2 separate regions of the Rattus norvegicus genome follow, and region 2 is linked to region 1. The links are chromatin contacts, called in public Hi-C maps. All regions are on one chromosome and are shown on one strand. Each heading gives the region's core, a stretch centred on a gene start, on an enhancer-like site or on the middle of the called end of the contact. The rest is flanking DNA. Distances are from core to core; before and after follow the strand shown.

Region 1 (7,584 bases), core at 1,300-3,799:
AACAGTCAACTCAATAATTTTCCAGAAATTTCTGGCCACCAATTTATCTTACAAAGATGTTAGAGCAATCTCCCAACTCATCCACTCCTCAATTTTTTTTTTTTTTTTGCTACTACCAACTTGGTGCTCTTTCCAAAACATAGTTTAGTGCTCAACAGTGCTGTGCCCACTCACCCTTTCTACTTGGCTGGTTTTGTGTCAACTTGATGCAGAGAAGAAGGAGCCTTAGTTGAGGGAATGCTTCTGTGAGATCAAGCTGTAAGGCATTTTCTCAATTAGTGATCAATGGAGAAGAGCTCAGCTCATTGTGGGCGGTACTATCTCTGGGCTGATGGTCCTGGGTTCTATAAGAAAGAAGGGTAAACAAGGTATGTGGAGCGAAGCCAGTAAGCAACACCCCTCCTTGGCCTCTGTGTCAGTCTTGTCTCCAGGTTCCAGCCCTGCTTAAGTTTCTGTCCTGATTTCCTTTGATGATGAACAGCAATGTGAAATGTAGGCCAAATAAACCCTTTCCTCTCCAACTTGCTTTTCTGGTCATGGTGTTTCATAGCATCAATAGAAACCCTAGGACACCACTAGTTGATCCCCATTGCTGGGAGCTATATTAGGCACTTTTCCTATTCTGAGATAAAAATGCCCAAAGCTCTCTAAGGAAAAAGGATGGATTTACTTCAGATTACAGTTAAAGAGTATAGCCCATCAAAACAGGAAGTCATGACAGCACCTTGAGGCATCTGATTATACTGCTTCCACAATCAGGAAGCAGAAAGCAATGAATGCCCATACTCCACTATCTCACTTCTTTTAGGCACTACAGGACCCAAGCCTCGGGTATGTGCTGCCATCCTTCATAGTGGTTTTTTGTATCCTAATTAGCCAAATCAAGACATGCTTAGAGGCTAACCTAATCTGAACAACCCCTTATAGGTGTGCCTGGAGGCTTGTCTCTTGGGTGATTTCTAGGTCTGTCAGGTCGACAGTTGATACTATCCCAGGAGGGGATGCCCTAGTGTTTCTAGGTGTCTCCATGGTAGGACTCTATGTTACAATCCCACTTTCTTCTTTCTTTTTGTGTTCACTCCTGCTTAGCACCTCCTCAACACTCCTCATCCTATATTGCAGGCTTCCTCCACTCCTTATCATGCATTGCTGGCTTCTCCTCCACAGCCAACACCTCCATGTCTCTGCCCTCAATGCTCTCTTGTCTAGTTCCACCTGTGTTAGTGATGGGATTTTTATCACCATGACCAAAGTCCTTAGAAAAAGGTTAAGGGAGGAAAGATTTGCTTCTGACTTGTGCTTTCAGGAGTTTTAGTCCATGGTCAGTTGATTGTTTTGCTTCTAGGCCTGTGCTGAGGCAGCTCATTGTGGTGGATGAATGTGGCCAACTTGCTTACCTCATGATAGCAAGAGTAAAAGAGATGGAGCAGGAAGGATCTGGGGCCAAAATATATTCTACAGTGGCGCATTGCCAATGAATGCTATGAGCTTTGTTTTCAGCAGTTCCACTCAGTCAGGGCTTCTCAACCTGTGGGTCTCAACCCCCTCAGGGGTCACATATCAGATGTGCTGCATGTCAAATATTTACACTTTGATTCCCAACAGTAGCAAAATTTAGTTACAAACTAGCAATTAAATAGTTTTAGGATTGGGGTCACCACAACATAAGGAACTGTATTCAAGGGTCACAGTATGGGGAAGGTTGAGAACCGCTGTTCTAAATAGTCTGTTCAGATCCTGAATCCAGCAATGACTCAGTGTCCTCCTGATCGAAGGAAACACGGCTGGAAACACCCTCACAGACATGCTCAGAGGCTAGTCTATTAATGTAAGTTTCTCAGTCCAGTCAAGTAGACAATCAAGATTAGACACCCATCCTTTCCTTCACTTGGTGCATTGCCATCTATATAGTCTCAAGCGTACAGCCTGAGACCACCTTCTCCAGAGCTTTTCGTGTTGTTTCTAAGCCTCCTGTCTTATCCCAATTCAAGTGGAGTTTTCCCCTTCTCTTGTCCCATGCAGCTTTGTCATAGTGTGTGCTTTTCATTGTCCCTATTACTAAGATTGAAGGTACTAATGGTATACAAGCTACTTGGGAGCTCTTTATGGGGTCCTCAATGTCAGACACATACAATAATAGATATCAGTAAAAGCTGCGTAGATTTTAAGCTGCACTTAACCTGCTAGAGGAGCAGATTTAGGGCCCCACTGTTTAGCTAAGAGTATAATCTTCCTATGGCAGTTACCATGATTCCCCAACACATACTTAGTCAAAGATTTCCAGAAACTTTCCAGGCCTGTTCTTCCACTTCGAAGAGCATCCCTTGCCCTCCCTCACAACCTCTTATCAGCAGGCTGTGTTTGTTACCTCCAATATAGGCAGTATGGTAAGGAGCCAATGACTCATGTTTGTTCCCCAGATGTCTTTTACTAGTGGTCTTATCTCTCAGCGTGTTGTTCGGGCCAGATGAAGGTACAGGCTGTGCTACAGATGTCTCATGATTACTACCAATGCTGGACTAGAGGCATACACAATACTATGCATCAGAGACACATTTGATGAATTGTTTAGATATCTTAGCCTTCGTTTCTAAGTACTCAAGACAATCTAGCCCACTATTTTATGGCTGAACACTTATCTTTGAATCACCACAGAATAACCAAAACATGAGTAGGCAGTCTGGAAATGACGAGAATTTAAGCAACAGGAATTTTCTACTCCCAGCTCACCACCAGATCTGAATAGTACTATGAATTTTTGCTCAACTAGTCAATGTAGGATTTGAGAAACTTGTTGCAGTCAGTCACTAGAGTCATACTTGTTTCCCTGCAAGAACGCCATTACCATCGTAACTCTGTCAAAGGCCCTTTTCCCTCCAAGCTGCAAGCTAGACTAAGGATAGAGATGTCAGCACCATCTCCCATCCGGGAACTTCACCAAAATGCTTAGATATTTACATGTCTCTGAGAAATAAGGCATGTTTTATTGTAGGTGTTTTCATTTTCAAATAGCCAGCATTAGTGATGAAGGATGGAGCTCAGTTGAAAGAGTGCTTGCCTAGCATGTGCAAAGCCCTGGCTTCAATTTCTAGCACTTCATTAAACCAGATGTAGTGGTTGGTACATGGCTGTAATGTCAGGACTTAGGTAGAGGCAAGAGGATTCAGAGGTCAAGGTCATCATTGACTACATTTGGAGATAAAGGACATTTTAGACTACATGAGACCATGTCTCAATGCATAAACAAAAGGAAGAAAAGGGGTAAAAAAGCAAAACCCAGAAATTTAAGAATGTATGGTTTACTCATTCAATGAAGTCAATATGAATTCCTCAAGCTACCCCTATATCATGCTCCCAACACACACACACACACACACACACACACACACACACACACCACTAGAAGTTGCTTTCATTGAGTCTACATGGAGATTAACATTATTAGTCCCTGCCTCCCAGAGTGCTAAGAGAAGTTTGGAAGATGTGTGAGCTGAGTGAACACAAAGTAAGAATCAATAAATGCCCAATCTGGTTTCAATTACACACTTATTACTAGTCATTTCATTTGCCTGCTGCAGAATCATCCAGGAATTAAGCAGAAGAAACCTAGCAAAAAGATTTGATGGCTAGGCCACTCTAGGTGGGATTCTTACAATATTGTCCCTATTGCTTGAGCATGGATGAGTGATAACATAATATGAGTATGCTCCTTGCAGTGTCCTGTAGCCATCTCAGACGCTCTGGACATACAGATGTGATGAATATGTCTAGAGGGGAAAAAGGAAGGAAGAGGTAAAGTTATGAAGTGAGTATACATGGGTAGAGGGCAATTTCCCACAAGGGTTGGCTATGCCTCCCTCTACACGGCCTTGATTAGGTTCCATCCCTGGCATTGGGAGCTTCCACAAGGAGAAGAAAGTTGCATGAGATCTTGAGAGTCTACTGCATCTTGTGATAGAAAAAAGAGGCATGTACGTGGCACCACTGTGTACTGTTCTTTTCCATGTCAAAGTCCACAGTTAAATTATGTGTCTACCTATTTCTGCCCCAGCACAGAGACTTTGGCATCCTGAGGAGCCTGGGGTTCCAGCCATGGCTTTGTTTGTTATTTGTGTAGAAATTCCATACCTGTTCCAACTCAAAGAAAGCAAACTCGCTCTTTATTAAGCAGGTTCACACAGCTTGGGTCAGACGCTTTGCTGAGACCCACCGTGGACAGGCAGAGGCTTGCTTCACTAACTGCTGTGTTTGCAGGATCTCATGGAGGGGAAGCAAGCCCCCACTCCCCTGTGCCACAAGAACTGCTTACATTGTGCTTAAATTTGCCTCATTTTGCCTCGATTTTGAAAGTCTTTGGGGAATTTCAATGGAAAGCAAGTAAGAACATTTAGTGTTTACTACTGACCCAGAAATATAACTTACTCTCCTGCTTTGTAAAAATCCTTAGGCATCAAAGCCAGTGTTTACAAAATAGGTAAGGGGAGTTCTTTCCGAAAACATCAAGGGCATTTTAGAATATGTTTTTACAACTTGACAAAGTCTGTGAAGAAAACAAGGCTTAAAACTAAAGTGTTAGGAACAGTTGCCAATTGAAAACAAGTCATAAATGAAGATAAATTGACTCTAAGCGTATCATATAGAACAATGGGAAAATATTATCAGAATTGTAAAAATCTGATTTGTATGCATCTTTTATTTCCTCCAAACATAGCTTTGCAAGCGTAAATTGAAACAAGCAGAGACCAACTTGTATAATGGAGTAAAATCAGCCTGAGATTCCAAATGTATGTGTCAGGAGACACTGATTGGATTGGAAAAACAGAAACAAATAAACTTTGATTTCCCCTCATGAACTTTTTCTTTTCCATGGAGAATTCCAAAGGGTGTTTATAAGTCGTTTAACCACTAAGACCCCAGAGAATGTAGCAATAAGATAGTTAGTAATGTTCCTACTAATACCCCCTCCTCTTAGTTCTGTGTGTGCAAGCACACACACACACACACACACACACACACACACACACACACACACACACACACACATCTCCAGTATTCTAGCAATGGCCATGGCCATGCAAGTACTGTCCAAGCATGTTCCCATTTTCTAGATGGGGACACTATGCACAACACACATCAAATTTGCGCCCTGACTACATACCCCTTGGGTCACAAAGACACCATTCAAGCTTCATTCGCACTGAAGTTACAGTGCCCTCCAGAGGCCTCCCAGGCTAGCCAGTGTTGAGCATGGGTACATGGCATTGGTTCGTCTTCAAAATAACTCCACTGAATATTAGCATCATGCTGGCAATGGAAAAAAGCTGGAGCCCAAGACAGATTCCAACAGTCTCACTGCTAGTCATGTGATCTAAGAGACTAGAGGAAAACATTGGCTAAATGATGTTTTTATAAGAACCCACTATGGTTGTGATTTTTCTGATTGAGGCATAATTGATAGCACATAAAAAATAGCTATTTTAAAGTATACAAGCTCAGTGTGATTTGGTATATTCACAGTGTATTATAACTACTACTGCAATCCAATTTACTAGTATTTCTTTCTACCTCCTTCCAAAACCACCAAAAGAACCCCCAAAGTAAGTTACTTTCAAGTCACTATTTCCATCCCTCCAAAGCTCTGTTAGGCCCTCATCAGTGTGTAACTATGGATTTCACTATTTTATTTTCATTTATTTCAGTGTGATGTACACACACACATGCATATGTATATGTCATATATATATATAAATGCACACATACACTTACACACACACACACACACACACATACACAAGACATGCACATGTGAAGGCCATAGGTCAATGTTGGGTATCTTCCTCTATCACTCTCTACCTTATTTTAAGAAAGGATTTATTTATTTTTATATTAAATGTATGGATATATTAACTGCATGTATTTCTCTGCCTAGTACTTTCAGACTCTAGAAGAAGGCATTGGCTCCCTTGGAACTAGAGTTATAGATGGTTCTGAGTTGTCATGTGGGTACTAGGAATTGAACTTGCTTTCTCTGGGAGAGCAGATGGTGTTCTTCACCACTGAACCATATCTCTAGCTCTGCTACCTTATTTTTTGAGACAGGCTCTCTCACAAAACTCGACGCTCACTGATTGGTTAGACTAAATATCCAGCTAGCACCTCCAGTCCTCCTATTTCCAACCTCCAGGTGCTGGGATTGCAGGCACACACTGTCATGCCCAGTGTTTTAGTTGTATACCAGTGATCTGAACCCAAGACCTTATAGTTGCACAAGCTCTTTGCATACTAAGCCATCCCCTTCCCAGCCTGAATTTGTCTATTTTTGTTCCTATAAATAGAACCATAGAGTATGGGTCCTTTTATATCTGGCTTCTCTCACTGACCGTGTCTGTTCACGGTCATCTATGTTGTGGCACATGTGAGAATTCTAGCTAGCATCATGGATTTATATGGATCCTGATTTGGTTGTGTACTTATTAGCTCTGAATAGTATTCTGAGGCCACTCTAAATTTAATTGACAGGGATTTTGGTGAACCCAATTGAGCAAGCCCTGCAAGGTTTAATACCCAGTGGTCACATAGTAGCAATGACAGCAGTGAGTAAAGCTCTTCAGGGGCTCCGTGGAGCTTTCAGAATATGGCAGATGCTCATGGCATGACCTCCAGGCCAGTGCTCCCTGCTCTCAGCCTCCATCTTCAACCTCTACAAGGCCCTTCACTCATGGATTTCTGGCTTCAATTCTTTTAGCTCTTGAATATATAGTTTTTGCTGCAGGCTCTCATGCATTCTTCTCCCTGCCTGGAAAAATTCTACTTTCCCACCATTGTGTGTTCCTTCTCACCCTCTAAGGCTCAGGCTAAATGCTGAGAGAGCACAACTGACCACCTGTCTGAACTAGGTACAGCCAATCCCTTGTTCCCTCTCAGGACTTCCTTTGTTTCCCATTAGACATGTTTCATAATTTACAATTGCATCCTAATGTGTGTTTATGAATTATTCACTGGTCTCCTCTGTTTCTCCCAAAAACTAGAGCAGGCATCTATTGTGTTTTGGCTGTCCCACCACTAGGACTTAAGAACACCAGCACATTTGGAGCCAGTCACTGCCCACAGGGCTATCTTTGTACTCCTAGCCAGGCCAGGCTTCCTGGGGGAGTAAAAGGACAATGGGCCACCAAGTGCTACTCTAGGTCAATAGTGTTGGCAGCACCTAGCAACTTCTTAGATGTGCCCATCCTTGGCCCTCACCCAAGAATGCTGGGGTTGCAGGTCAGCAGTCTGGTGTTAACAAGCACCCCAGGGGATTTTGCTGCTGGCTAGAAGCTGAAGAATGTCAATGTAGGAAGCATCCGTAACTCCATTCATACCTCTGGTACTACACACCCCCGCTCCTACCAGGATGAGTCCTGTGATCTAAAACATGCTCCAGACAGGTCTGGAGAGGCTCCTGAATCACAGGTGATAACAGAAACTAAAATGTCACCTAGACCTAGAAGAGATCATGAAAGTTTCATCAATTGAGAAAACAGAATGGCTATTGATTCTGAAATCCCATATCTGGGTGTATATCCAAAAGAAATGGAATTG
Region 2 (7,584 bases), core at 1,678-4,177, 240 kb before region 1:
GGGAGGGACTGTGTACTGTCAAATGGGCTCCAGGTGCACTGTCATTTTCTTGTATGCAAATCGTAGCCATGGGAGTGCTACAGGGAGAAGCGTGGAGTAGGAGAGTGCCACAGAGACACGGGAAGCCTGATAGAAACAGACACTATGAAAGCACTGACTTCCTCTAACCTGTCTTCAGTCCCCTAGCTTCTCTACTGATTTGTATAAGGTGGAGGCACGGGCTTCTGGGTCTTGCAAACTACAGGTAATTATTGTTCTGTACTGTAGCATCAGAGGTGCTAAGATGACATCTCCACTTGCAGCTGGAGACTCCTCCAGGTTGACCTTAAACTTTGGAATGACCTTGAATTGGAAGAGATGCTTGAAGTGTTGTCTAAGAGTTGAAAATATTTTGCTTTTAAACACTGAAGGAAGTTTGAAATGGACTCCCCATTCACCACCCTTCAAATTCTTTTGAAATTTGCGACTTCTCACATATTTTTACAAAGTAAACAAAGGCATAGAAACTGAGGGGGCCGGGCATGGTTGCATATCCATTTAATCCCAGCGTTTGGATGGCAGAGGCAGGCAGATCTCCAAGTTCAAGGCCAGGCTGCTCTACACAGAATGCTGCTTACTGGCCTGCTCCTTATGACATGCTCAGCCTGTTTTCCAGCTGCACCCAGGAGAACCAGCCCAGGGATTGCGTCTCCCACAGTGGGCTGGGTTCTTCCATCCCAATCATCAACCAAGAAAGTGGGTACTACAGATGTGCCTATAGGCCAGTCTTATGGAGGCATTTACTCAATCGAGAGTCCCTTTTCCCAATCGACTCTAGCTTGTGTCATCACCGGGTCATATGCAGAGTCATGTGTCCAGATAGAAGAGAATATTATTTAACTATTTAATGAATGTTAAATCTGCCATAAAGGAAATGCAAATCCTCCCCTTGTTCTCTTACATCTTGGAAAAGGCAAACCCTAATCTTTCTTTCATGGTACCTAGGCGCACTCCTTATAGGTGCTGTTTATTACGATGGCAGCAGACCAGCCGTGACTCTGTTCGTGCTCTCTAAGTCACTTCCATCAGGACCACTGGTGTATGCATGTGGGCAAAGTCCTCAATACCCTACACTCAGAATTTCAGACCTGCCAGGGGAACCTGTGTTCACAACTTTCTAGGTGATTCTCAGATGTGCTGGGGTTTGAGATCTGCTCTTGATGCCCTTTGGCTTCCAAGCCTGTGGTTTTTATCATTATTTCAGAGTCTGAGCAATTTTGTACACAAGTTCCAGAGGGCTCTGACACACTAAGTACTGGGCTGTGGTCACACTAAGTGCTGGGCTGGGGTCAGCCTTCTGCAGCACTCATAACACATACAGGAAAACACAAGGATTCTCCCTTTTGTTCTTTATCCGTTAGACTTATTCTACACAATGGTGATTTGCATAAGGACTTAAGAACTGCTAATTAGGAAGCATGGAATTCCTTGATCATTTAAAGTGTGGACAAATGCTCCTCACAGAGAAGCATTGAGCTACAGCTCTACTCTGTATACTGGTATATATCCATCTTGGTACATCCCATTCTGGAAAGAGAAGCCGACTGATTGGCTAGTCTCGGAAAGTGAACTTGGACATTAGATTTTTCCTAACATCCAGAACATCACTTCCTCACAAACATACCTAGGTCTCCATCCCTCCAGGATGCTCAGGTTTGGCATCAAGAAGTACCTTAAAGGCCTTAATGAGAAGTACAAGTGCTCCTTCTCCAGCATCCCCGTGACCTGTAAGAGTTCACTACCTGTATTCCCACGAACTGCTAGAATAATTGAGACTTTTTATCTACTTTCTAGGAGACACTGGCATCACAGAACACAAGAATGATATCACCTGTCGTCATTTCCCGGCTGATTGATGAAAAGAAATCGATGGAAAATGGAGCTGTGTTGTCACAAGCAATCGCCCAGCCTCAGCTGTGTCCTCCAAAGCCAGCTTCAGCTAGGCCCGGTGGAGTGAGCAAGCACAGGCCATTTGCTTTATCTCCTGATGGATTAGGAATTTTGGCTCCATCAGATGAGCAAGGACTGGAGATAGAACCACTGTCTACAGGGGACAATCTAGGCAAAGGTCCCCGCAGTGGCTTCTCTTCTATCACCATTACTGCCCGACGTGTGGGTCCTCCAGCCAGCAACTTGGTATGGGACACTTTTAGGGACCCACTGTGTTCCAAGTGCGGGACCAAGGATGCTGGGTTCCAAGACCCCCCAGTTCTGGCTAGTGGTGCCCATCTATGTCAACACAATAGACCCTACAGCTATACAGAGTTCCCCAGCAATGGCTCTGTGGAGGGGCTGAAGGTTACTCAGGCTCACTCAAGGCTGTGTGCAAGGCAGGACTACTGGGTCACCCATGCGGATGATAATGAGGACAGTTTTTCTTCCGACAATTCACCATCAAGAAAAGTCCCACTGGTATTTAGTTCTTGTGTCCACCTCCGGGTGTCTCAACAGTGTCCCAGTGCCATTTACTATTTGGACAAGTCTCTTTCTGTCCCCCTTGAGCAACCTCAAATTGCTAGCCCCAAAATGCACAGGTCTGTCCTGTCTCTCAGCCTCCGCTGTAGTTCCCACCAGTTAACAGCAGATGGAGTAGACAGCCCAGCTAATGGAGAGCCAATCAGCAGAGCTCTATCACAGGAACTCTCTGAGGGAAAACAGGACCTCCTAGGCTCACAATGGGGCCAGCCACAAGAAGGTCACTGGAAGGAGAGCCCAGCATTGGTGCCAGTACATTTGGGGAGTGGCACATGCCCTCAGACTGGCTCCCCTCCACTGGAAAATGTCAAATTTGCAGATGTGGGAAGAAACCAGGTCCCAGTACACAAGGAGAAAGAGGATCATGCAACATGTACCAATAGCAGCCATTCTAACCAACTCTCCATCCATATTCCCGGATGGAGTTACAGGGCTGGTGAGTAGCCTGCAGGAGGGTGCCCAATATCCGTGTCTAGCTAAGAGAGTGCCATTGAATTTCTTCTGCTCATCCCAGTAGATCATTCCCATTGAGCATTAGGTTATCTCTGTCTCAAGTCAGCAGCTCATAAGTTAGCACTGACGTCTGAGTAAACAAATATTCTCAGACAAGTGTTCTCAAATAACACATTTGTAGATAATAAGAAACCTTCACTCATGATCCCTCTCCCAACAATAGTGCCAGGTCATACAGGCAATCCATAGCAAGCAGTGGTTCCCAGAGCAGCTGGAACAGAACAGAGCATGCTCACCCCACATTCCAAAACAGGGTAAGTAGAATAAAACAACACCCACACCCATACTCTGTTTTTAACTCCTCAGGGGTCCACCGACTAAATATTGAGAGTTCTAGAATTCTGAGGTTTTTACTTTTTAATCCTATCATTGATAAGTGTGTTAGCACCAACATTTAAAAACTATATCTGAGTTGTATAATGCTCTCTCTGTGTGTGTGTGTGTGTGTGTGTGTGTGTGTGTGCGCGCGCACGTGTGTGTGTGTGTGTGTGTGTGTGTGTGTGTGTGTGTGAGTGTGTGGGAGTATTGTAAGTACAGCATGTTTTCTAATGGGGAAGTTGGAATGTTCTTTACCAATCATCGGCAAAAGGAATCATGTGTCCTGGGTTGTGTCTGCAGCATCCTTCCTGGCTGGGCCTTTTTGCTATTTCTGCTATTTCAGGGCCAGACAGAATTTCCCAGGTGGGCTTCCCAGAGACCCTTTGGCTTTCAGGAGAGGAAACGAGTCTGTCTTGGAGAGAGGGAAGCAGCCCAGATTTCTCTGTCTCTGTTTCAGTTGTACTTTCTGTGAGAGTGACTGGTTTATGAGTCATGGACTTTCCACTTGGGGAAAATATTTAAAAGAAATAATAGTAAAACTGAAAAGGCAGCATATGCATAATAATTTTACAGCATGAGTTTCTTATCCATTTAGCATTTATTAATTAAATAAAAATGACTGTAAAACACTTAAAAACTATAATGCATGTGGAAGCGTTAAATGATGTAATTAATTTTAACAAGTGTAGATATATTGGATGTTCAGAGATCTTTAGCGTCAATTCAATATAGCTTTTGGATTGATTAAACTATTGAAACGCCTGCATCAACAGACTCACTGCATTCAGGAAAATGCAAGCAGTCATTCTGTGTTCGAAAGATAAATGCCACTTTCGTATTTAAGGCAAGCGCTCAAGCTGAACACTTCGAACGCCTCATCCTCCTTATTGATGATGATTCCAGAAATAGAGAGGCTGCATTCTATGGCAAGCATGACTAGAGGCTCTGTTTCAAAGTATAGAATAATCACTTGGAAATTTTTAAAAGATCTCACCAAAAGCTCTTTAAAAAATAACCAGGTGGGTTGGGGATTTAGCTCAGCGGTAGAGCGCTTGCCTAGCAGGCGCAAGGCCCTGGGTTCGATCACAAACTCATCTCAGGGCAGAGTGGCTTCCCTGTGGCTTTGAAAAGAAGCTGGTTGTTCCTGGGCGGGTTGGTGGAGGTTAGTTCTGCCTCCTGTGGGGCTGACGTCCCTCACAATAGTCATGTATTATAGAGACTGTAAATGTGTTTAGAGCCTGACTCTAAATCACAGTACCGAATCTTATCATTTGAAGAAAGCCACAGAGGCTGGAAGAACCCTCAACATCATTTCCTATTTTCTAGCTCAATGAATGTGGACGGTGACACAGCCACTCCAAGCTCTTTTTCTTCACTCAGTAATTAGTGCTCTTAAATGTCTTCAAGCTTAGGTTTATTTACTATCCTCTATTAGCCCCAGATTTTTGAACAGAAGACATATCATGTGAGCCTCGACAGTTTCTATCCTAACATTCAACACGATAGAAAACATCAAAGATTGGGGAGATATGCAAACACTAAGGCCCAAAGGAAGCTGAGAGCCATGTCTTTTAGAAAGCTGTGCTCCATTAGAATAGGGGGTAATTTATTGTTTGAGACATGTACCTCTAATGTGCACATGTGCACACAGACACACAGCTACCTGGTTTGCATACACTCTCACTCATGTATATCTATACTAATTTTCAATGGGTTTACATTTCTTGTTGGATAATGAGAAAGCATCTCTGTCCATGCCACCGAATTCCTGCCTGAAGTTTATAAGCGTAATTGACTCTCTAAAGATCACAGTCTATTCTGGTACGGGGTACATCATCATCGAGGGGAGCATTTGCAAGCTCATCTGCCACCCTCACAGAGCCTGTTAGCCTTAACACAAGTACTCTCAGACCATGGCCATGCTCATTAAGAGGACCCGTGCATTTCCGGTCAGCAACTGACATTGCATCTAAGGCATTCTTGATAGCTTCCTGTGGCTACATATACTTAATGGGATTCATCCTTCTTATGGTATGAAGCTAACTCCTTTTATCTGAATCCTACCCAAGGAGGATCCCCTCTGGCCTCACTTTGCTGAAACCCAGCTGCCTTTGTAGGTGCTGCATGGCAAAGTCCATAGATAGAGTCAAGACAATTTTAGCTATAGTCATTAGCTCATTGGATAGGAAGTTCTCTAGATGGTATTCCCAAGTAAGCTTCTCTAGATGGTATTCCCAAGTAAGCTTTGAAGATAAGTACCCAGGAAGACTCCTAAGGTGGGGGGGGGGGGATGGGATACACGCAGTCACATCATGGAAAACAGATAGGTTCTGTCCCCTGGGAGAAAACTCTGCAAACATATGGGTAGTCACTTCTCCTTTGGGAGTGAGGTTAAGAATTGATTCTCTGTTTGCCAACCTTCTTGGTCCTTGATGTTTTGTCTTTACTGTTAGTGAGCATCCTGCCGGTACAGCAGAGGTGAACATTGTACAAAACTCTGCCTCTGCTGTGAGGGAAACTTTCACCACGTTGTCACCCCATGCTCAGAGTCAGCTTGAGGAATAATCGTGTTATATGTTGTTAAAATGCCCAGTGCCAGGTCCTGGCTTATGTCCATTATTTTAAATCATCTAAACAACTTTGTAGGGAAAATACCAGTTCTGCCTGTCTTGTAGACAAGACAAACAAGGCTTGAAGATAAAATGACTTACCTAAGTCTGTGTATCCATTAAGTGCTAGGGCTGTGTTTGTGGTTCCTGTTGCATCCTTGCCAGTGATAACCCTGGGAAGAATGGTCAGAGTGTTGAGGTACCCAGTCTGTCCCCCACTGTCACCATAGAAAGTGGTATTTGGAGACAGCTCAGAAGCATTTCTGGTGTGATGGCACAGTGTGCTATAAATGGATTTCTGATGATATTTGGTAAGGTTAGTTATTGATGTTAGTTAAAGCTTGGAGCTCCTTCCATAACTCATCTGGGTCTCTGTGTCACTCTGCAGGAGTTTTAATATTGATCTAAATGATTCTGACCTCTGTGTGTGATTGATTCATTATTGATTCTGATATATTAACTATTGCTTAGCTTGTTTTGTTTCTATGATCCATCTCTGAATCTCTTTTCCTTCCTGAGACATCCACGTAGATACAAAGCGAGAGATGATGTTAGATGCTATTGGAGAAAAGACTAAGGAATATGATGCCCTGCTCTGTGGTAGACCCACAGACAGCGTACATGCTCTAAAGCCTTGGTTCTTAACCTTTGGAGGATGCATACTGGATATCTTGCATATCAAATATTTATACTGCAATTTGTAACAATAGCAAAATTACAGTTAAGAAGTAGCAACAAAATAATTTTATGGTTGGGAATCTCCACAACATAAGGAACTGTATTAAAGGGTTGTAACATTAGGAAGGTTGAGAACCACAGCTCTAAAAGCATTAGTCTGAGTGGCTGGAAGGAATGAGCCCCCGCCAGGCCACTGCATGGATACCAAATCTTGTTATGTTTCTAGGTATGGGGTGTGCATAGTGATTTGGCTTCATTTCATTTACACATCAGGCTTACCTGATGAGAAGATGCCTCCTGAACTCAGCTCTCTCATCCCAGAGGACTTATTCCTACAGGGCTCAGAAGGCATGGGAAGAAATCCTATTTTGCAAATGTATCACCCCCCCCCCAATAATCTAGTATTAGATGAATCAATCTTTTCTTTTTCCCTTCCTTTGCATTTTTTCCTGCACTGCCCTCTACCTTCCTTTTCTTTTTTCTCCCCCTCTATCTCTCTCCTGTCTCATTCCTTCTCTTCTTCCCTCATCTACACTCTCTTCCCCTTCTTTTTATACCCCTCCTCAACCCCTCTCCTCTCTCCTCCACTCCCTCCCTCTCCCCTCCCCTGTCTTCTTACAAAGGAAAGTGTGCTCATCTTTACAGGACATATGCTTTGTATGGCATTTACTCCGTTCTGCTATTCTGGTGGGAAAGCATTGCACGGCATAGACTTATATGGCTGTTGCCAATAAAGCTTTATGTATAAAGGCAAATGGTATGCCAGACTTAGCCTGCCTATAATGTGTAACCTTTGATCTAGAACAGTATTGCATCCTGTGTTCTTGGACTAAGACTCTGAGGTTGAGATCAATGGATAGCCTATATCCTAAGGTGTTCTTGTGAGAATGATCATGGATTGAAGAAAGATGAAGAAGGGATGAGCAGATAGGGAAGGTTCTCTTGTACAGAT

The links. A called contact is a pair of places that touch in the nucleus more often than the background predicts.
Region 2: a contact with region 1 is called in a Hi-C map of the A7r5 cell line, with 4 times the contacts expected there. The contact joins two enhancer-like sites. A contact is called at or near these places in 2 of 12 Hi-C or Micro-C datasets (the A7r5 cell line and Schwann cells).

What each region holds. Positions count from the first base shown.
Region 1 is chr1:198,318,871-198,326,454 of GRCr8, reverse strand. All of the region lies in intron 3 of Adam12 (ADAM metallopeptidase domain 12), which reads left to right. Among named protein-coding and RNA genes, the nearest start is that of Adam12, 120 kb to the left of the region's middle. Within about 2 kb of position 2,549, at least 8 of the 93 cell types and tissues checked have an H3K27ac peak or open chromatin away from gene starts, as enhancers often do. A contact at or near this core is called in the A7r5 cell line, where this site is marked.
Region 2 is chr1:198,560,829-198,568,412 of GRCr8, reverse strand. C1h10orf90 (similar to human chromosome 10 open reading frame 90) reads left to right here. Exons shown (of 9, transcript NM_001163214.3): 3 at 1,834-2,950. Among named protein-coding and RNA genes, the nearest start is that of C1h10orf90, 16 kb to the left of the region's middle. Within about 2 kb of position 2,927, at least 7 of the 93 cell types and tissues checked have an H3K27ac peak or open chromatin away from gene starts, as enhancers often do. A contact at or near this core is called in the A7r5 cell line, where this site is marked.